Linked DNA regions of Xenopus laevis: region 2 is linked to region 1. The links are chromatin contacts, called in public Hi-C maps. All regions are on one chromosome and are shown on one strand. The core of a region is the stretch at or near the end of the contact, and the rest is flanking DNA. Distances in the headings are between cores, read along the strand shown.

Evidence for each region. Hi-C and Micro-C count contacts between places; a contact is called where the count stands out from the background.
Region 2: a Hi-C map of the XTC cell line shows a contact between it and region 1, with 5 times the contacts expected there. The contact joins the promoter of hoxd9.S here to the enhancer-like site in region 1. A contact is called at or near these places in 2 of 4 Hi-C or Micro-C datasets (the XL177 cell line and the XTC cell line).

Annotation. Positions count from the first base shown.
Region 1 is chr9_10S:68,199,975-68,202,634 of Xenopus_laevis_v10.1, forward strand. All of the region lies in intron 1 of agps.S (alkyldihydroxyacetonephosphate synthase, peroxisomal), which reads right to left. Among protein-coding and RNA genes, the nearest start is that of agps.S, 17 kb to the right of the region's middle. Within about 2 kb of position 1,322, at least 5 of the 7 cell types and tissues checked have an H3K27ac peak or open chromatin away from gene starts, as enhancers often do.
Region 2 is chr9_10S:68,896,341-68,899,000 of Xenopus_laevis_v10.1, forward strand. hoxd9.S (homeobox D9 S homeolog) reads right to left here and starts at 1,316. Exons shown (of 2, transcript NM_001174043.1): 1 at 677-1,316; 2 at 1-334. The coding sequence starts at 1,256. The coding sequence ends at 93.

The DNA of each region.
Region 1 (2,660 bases), core at 72-2,571:
CTGATGTCTGTGGTCTTTACACTGTGGTGTGGGATGGGCGAGATCTGGGATGGGGCTTGGGGCCTGGGGTGGGTAGGACCCAGGGGGCCCCCGAAAATGTTGTTGTACGGGGGACCCGTGATTTCTAATGGCGGCCCTGGGGTCAGTGAACTGCTGCCTGCAAAAACTATGTACTTATTACCGCTACGGTTGTCACTAGGGTTGCCACCTTTTCCTAAATGTATTACCGGCTGGTGGGGGGCGGGAACAAAAAGGGGCAGGGCCATGATGCAAAAGGGGGCGGGACCGCGGCACGGGATTTCAGGACGGATTTCAGTTAAGTATTACAGGGGATTGGGGGCAGGCCGAGGGGTCTTTTTAAGGGCATTATAAATTTACTGGCAACCAGCCTTGGCAGGTGTTTTTCTGGCTAGGCTGGTAAAATACCGGTCGGGTGGCAACCCTAGTTGTCACCTGGCTGGTATTTTACTGGTCTGGCCGGTTAAAATGATGCTTGATACCAATGTTATTAATAGGGAAAAAAGACTATAATATAATATAGGAAGGCTGGCATTTTATTTTTTTTAGAAAAAGTGTCAATGCTAATTACTGTTCTGGGTCATAGTATGCCACTGGTGTGGAGCCTTAGAATTAGGGTTGCCATCTTTTCTGGAAAAAAATACTTCATATATTTATCTTTTTCCCTATTAATAATGGCCTCGTCCCCTTCCAGTTACTCGCGATACAGTGATAAGGATGCAAAACAATAAAATACATTGGGACAAACCATCGTTTTTACCGGCCAGGTGGCAACCTTACTTAGAACTGAAGGGGTTAATGGAATGAAAAGATACAGGAGGCGATTCTATTGTGCAAGAAACACTTTAATAATCGTATACTCATTTTTAAACAGCAAAGGAAAAAAAAAAAAAAACTGTTGACATTTACAGGACACAAGTGGAACATGAACCTGAGCAAAATCTTCTCTTTTACCCCAAAAATGTATATCTGATATAAATCATAGGGAGCTGTGTGCAAAGCCTAAGGAGGGACAGAGACAAAATGAATAAATAAGGCAGGCTAAACAAATAAAAATAGTACAGAAGAAGGGAGATGAAAAATGGAGTGTAGTAGCTTGTTGAGAAAATGGCGGGCGCCGCTCGTTGCTTATTCAGGGCGGCCAGCTGAACAGATGCAGCCAGCAAAGCCATAAACACATAATATAGAAGACAATTCATTACACGGCAAATGTATGTGCCGCGTGTCTTCACCCTCCATGCAAATCAGATCTCTCAGACAGAGAAGCTCTCTCCGCCTTAACCCATCCGTCTCCAGAGGCGCCCGAATGCCGTGGCAAGGGCTCGCATGGGGCGGTCGGGTTGCCGGTAGTGAAAGGGTTAGCCAGAACCGGTTCAAACTGGCAGCGACTGTTTTATCGAACGTGAACGCGGAAGGCAAATAAACTGAAAATTATAGAGCCGGGTTGAACTTGAGTTCATCTGAGAGATATTAAATACAACTGGCGCTGAATGGATTCAACATTTTCCAACTGCTGCGTGGCTGGGGGACGGCGGGTTTTTTTTTTATACAAGGTTTAATGTTGTGGAACAGTTCTGCAGCAAGACGGCCTTTTTATTATTTCTCTTAAACAGTATGATGACGGACTCACAGGGACATAGAATAGGAGAGGGGTCGCGGATAAGCCAATAATGGCCTCGTCCCCTTCCAGTTACTCACGATACAGCGATACGGATACAAACAATAAAATACATCCAAGACAAACTAATATTATGTTTTATAGGACATTTATGGGCTTAAGAGGTCAATTCAAATGGCTGATAAATTGTTAATGCAGTGTTACTAGGCGCCCATCTCCATTCCTCATCACTTGCTCTCTTTTCATTTGCTTTGGATGGAATAGGTTTTAGCACCAAGTGATTCAATAATAATATACTATTAAAAATACATTTGCTGCTTAATATTTGTACAGGCGGACGATTTCTTCTGTTGCACCAGCACAGAGATCCCCATTTCTGTATTTTAGGGGCAGGCTGAGCAGGTGAAAGCAACAGCTATAAATGATAGAAAGATTTAACCCTCTGGCCATCAACCTCATTTGAAAGGGAAATAAGGGCCTAGGTCCGCCTTCATTTCATACTATTAGAAATATATCCACTATACGACCCACTACAGCAGTGCTTATCAGCCCCTTTAAGGTCTATTATTGGGCTAAGATCCCCCATAACAAGGTTGGCTCATACAGTATTTGTTTTATATGTTTGCATTTTGTATAGTTCCAAGTATATATAATGTAGGCCATACTGAATATGGGCCAACTCATACGCTATAAAACAGATTGGTCAGTAGGCCAAAACAACAGATAAAGGTACCAATGGCCATTTAAGTGTAAGCTCACATACATATTCCTATTGGTCTGCTCTGCTGCCAAACTTCTTCACTTCCATTATGCCAACTTTTTCATCATAACAAATAATCCTTGATCTACCAGGGCTACCCACCCCCAACTTGAGACAATCCTAGATGACGGGGCAATATGGTAGAAATGGCCAAAGTGCCCAATGAAATCTGGGTATGTATAGCTAGCTAAAGATATTAAAGAAGAGTTCACCCCAAAACCCGACCTTCTAGTTGAGCTTACAGGAGTATGTAGAAGAATAAAT
Region 2 (2,660 bases), core at 66-2,565, 700 kb after region 1:
CATCTACTGCAGAAAAAAGACCGTTATATATATATATTTATATTTAACTGCTCCATGTTTTTACACAAGGAAATCAGTGCATCCCCCACGGGTTATTGGTCCCTATTTCCCTTTTCCTTGTTCATTTTCTTCATCTTCATTCTCCTGTTTTGGAACCAGATTTTAACTTGCCTCTCGGTGAGATTTAAAATCCTGGCCACCTCGTAGCGGCGGTCCCGGGTGAGGTACATATTGAAGAGAAATTCCTTTTCCAGTTCCAAAGTTTGGTATTTGGTGTAAGGGCATCGCTTTTTCCTGGTGGAGCGAGCGTGGATCCAGTTGGCTGCAGGATTATCTGTGGAAGGGAAGAAGAAGAGGAGGAGAGTGGGGTGAAATGGTGGCAAAATCGTTGGCAATCTGGATGACCTACTCGCACCACTTTTATAAAGAATTATCATAAAAAGGGATCTTAATGCAGAGAAAGTGTTTACAGTACAAATGATGTCTTGATCCGAGGTGGTTATGTGAGTAATAGAATTTTTTTATAGCCTCTTGTTGCTGCTTGGCTATATGGTAGGCGTCTAGACGGTTTTATAGGTTAGTAAAACTATCAGTTTTGCACATTTAGAGCCTTTGCAGGTTGGGCAGTAAATCAAGTTGCAATTTCTTTTCTCTCTCCCTCTCTTTTTATACTTACTTGGGTCAATTTGCTGCTTTTGCTGCTCCTTCTCTTCCTTTAGTTCAGTGCTGTTGGACTCCTCGCTGGCGGGTGCTGCAGGCTCCTTGGCCGCGGGTTTCTCTGTGCTTTCTGGGAAGGAATTGCACGTGTATTCGGGCAGACTGAGTCCCTGGGAAGCAAAGGATGAGCACTCTGTCCTCTTTGCAGCACTCTCAGGTTTGATCCCGTAGTTGCGCCCGTTAGCTTGGAATTCAGAGAAGGAGGGCGCAGCGCTGGAGATTGGATCAAGCCAGGAGCGCACAGTGTATCTGCCGCTGTCTGTTGCTGCTGCTGCAAGGTGGGACTGGGCCACATACGGGTGGTAGATCCCTGTCATTCCTGCAGAAGGTTGAGGCTGAACCGTTGACCAGGACGTGGGGAAGACGCCGGATTTGGAAGCAAAGCTACAGGGATGGAAGTCTGAAGGGTCCCCGTCACCTGATGGCCTAGAGGTCGCGTTCTGACCTCCCTGGGAAAACCTACCCCCGTAGCCCTCCTCGCTCTCATGTCCTATGAGAGAATCCACATAATAGTTACTTATGGTCCCACTTGACGACATTTTGGGCTCCCCTCTCCCTCATATAAAAGGTTACACTCTTAACTGTATGCAATACCCTCCCTGAGAACAATCATAGTATTTTGCAGACTGCAACCTCAGTCCATTGGTTGCGGCGCCCACGTGATCATATTTACCAATACTGAGTAAATCAATCCGCTTAACGGGGCTGATGTGATTAAAAACACATACAATTAAGAATCAAAGTGTAAGTGCGCACAGATAGAGAGAAAGGCGCACGGGGGACAAGGGGCACATTGCGCCTTTGCGCACAAAGACTCGGAGTCCTTGTAAAAATGTAAAGCAGCACTTAATAGGGACTATTTCTTGCCATCCCTTTCAGCCCTGCCTGCCATTCATTTTTAATCACTTTGCCGAATTTGTTTAATTACCCTTTAAACCGTAGGCACCCACATGGCAGCACCAGAGAGGGGCATGTCCCGATGATTGACCTGAGAAAATAAAACTTGTTTTACTAGGCACGAACAAGAATCCAGGGAGCCCCAGTGACATGTGAGAGAAGGCAGCGACTTGGGAAGGGGCAACGTGGTGCTGGAGCTGCTATTCACTTACACAGGGGCAGGGCTGGCCAGGCGCAAAATCCTTTCTGCCTTTCCAAACAGGTGGAGGAGAACTATCAGGCTTTTTTTATGGCTTTCAATAAACATTTTATGAGGTGCATTTGATTATACATTAATATGTGCTATAGTAAAAATAGACTGAGACAACATTAAACCCTCCACTAAACCGAATCTGTAGCTGGACTTTGTTCTTGTTCGAATCACCAGGGGCAGTGTGAGTCCATTGTGTTCAATTCCACCGTGTCTCTTTGTGTATTTACTGCACTTAGCTGTGTGTGTGTAAATATTCAAATATTCATACTAGCCGTTGTTTAAAACACGCTTCTACGTTAGTAGTGTGCACACAAATTCTCTCCACAAATATACTCATACAATATCATATATATATATATATATATATATATATATATATATATATATATATATATATATATATATATATATATATATATATATATATATATACATTTAATCTTTCACTCCCTCCCACATACAAACTTATTTTACAGATCCAAAAGCACTTGCACTCACAAAACACACACCTACACTTACACACAGACACGCAAACACTCCTTCTACCAAAAACCTAAATGAAAAATTGAACTCAAAGTATCGAAAGCTACAGATGAATAGGGAAGGGCTTATGTTCAACGTTTCTGTTCACACCTGGCACCTTTATAAGAAGACAGCCCAAGTAAAGGAGCCGAAACGTTGAAATAAATCACTTTATTTTTCCACTGAAAAGTCATTTGAGTGCGATTTTTTAGTAATATATATATATATATATATATATATATATATATATATATATATATATATATTTATA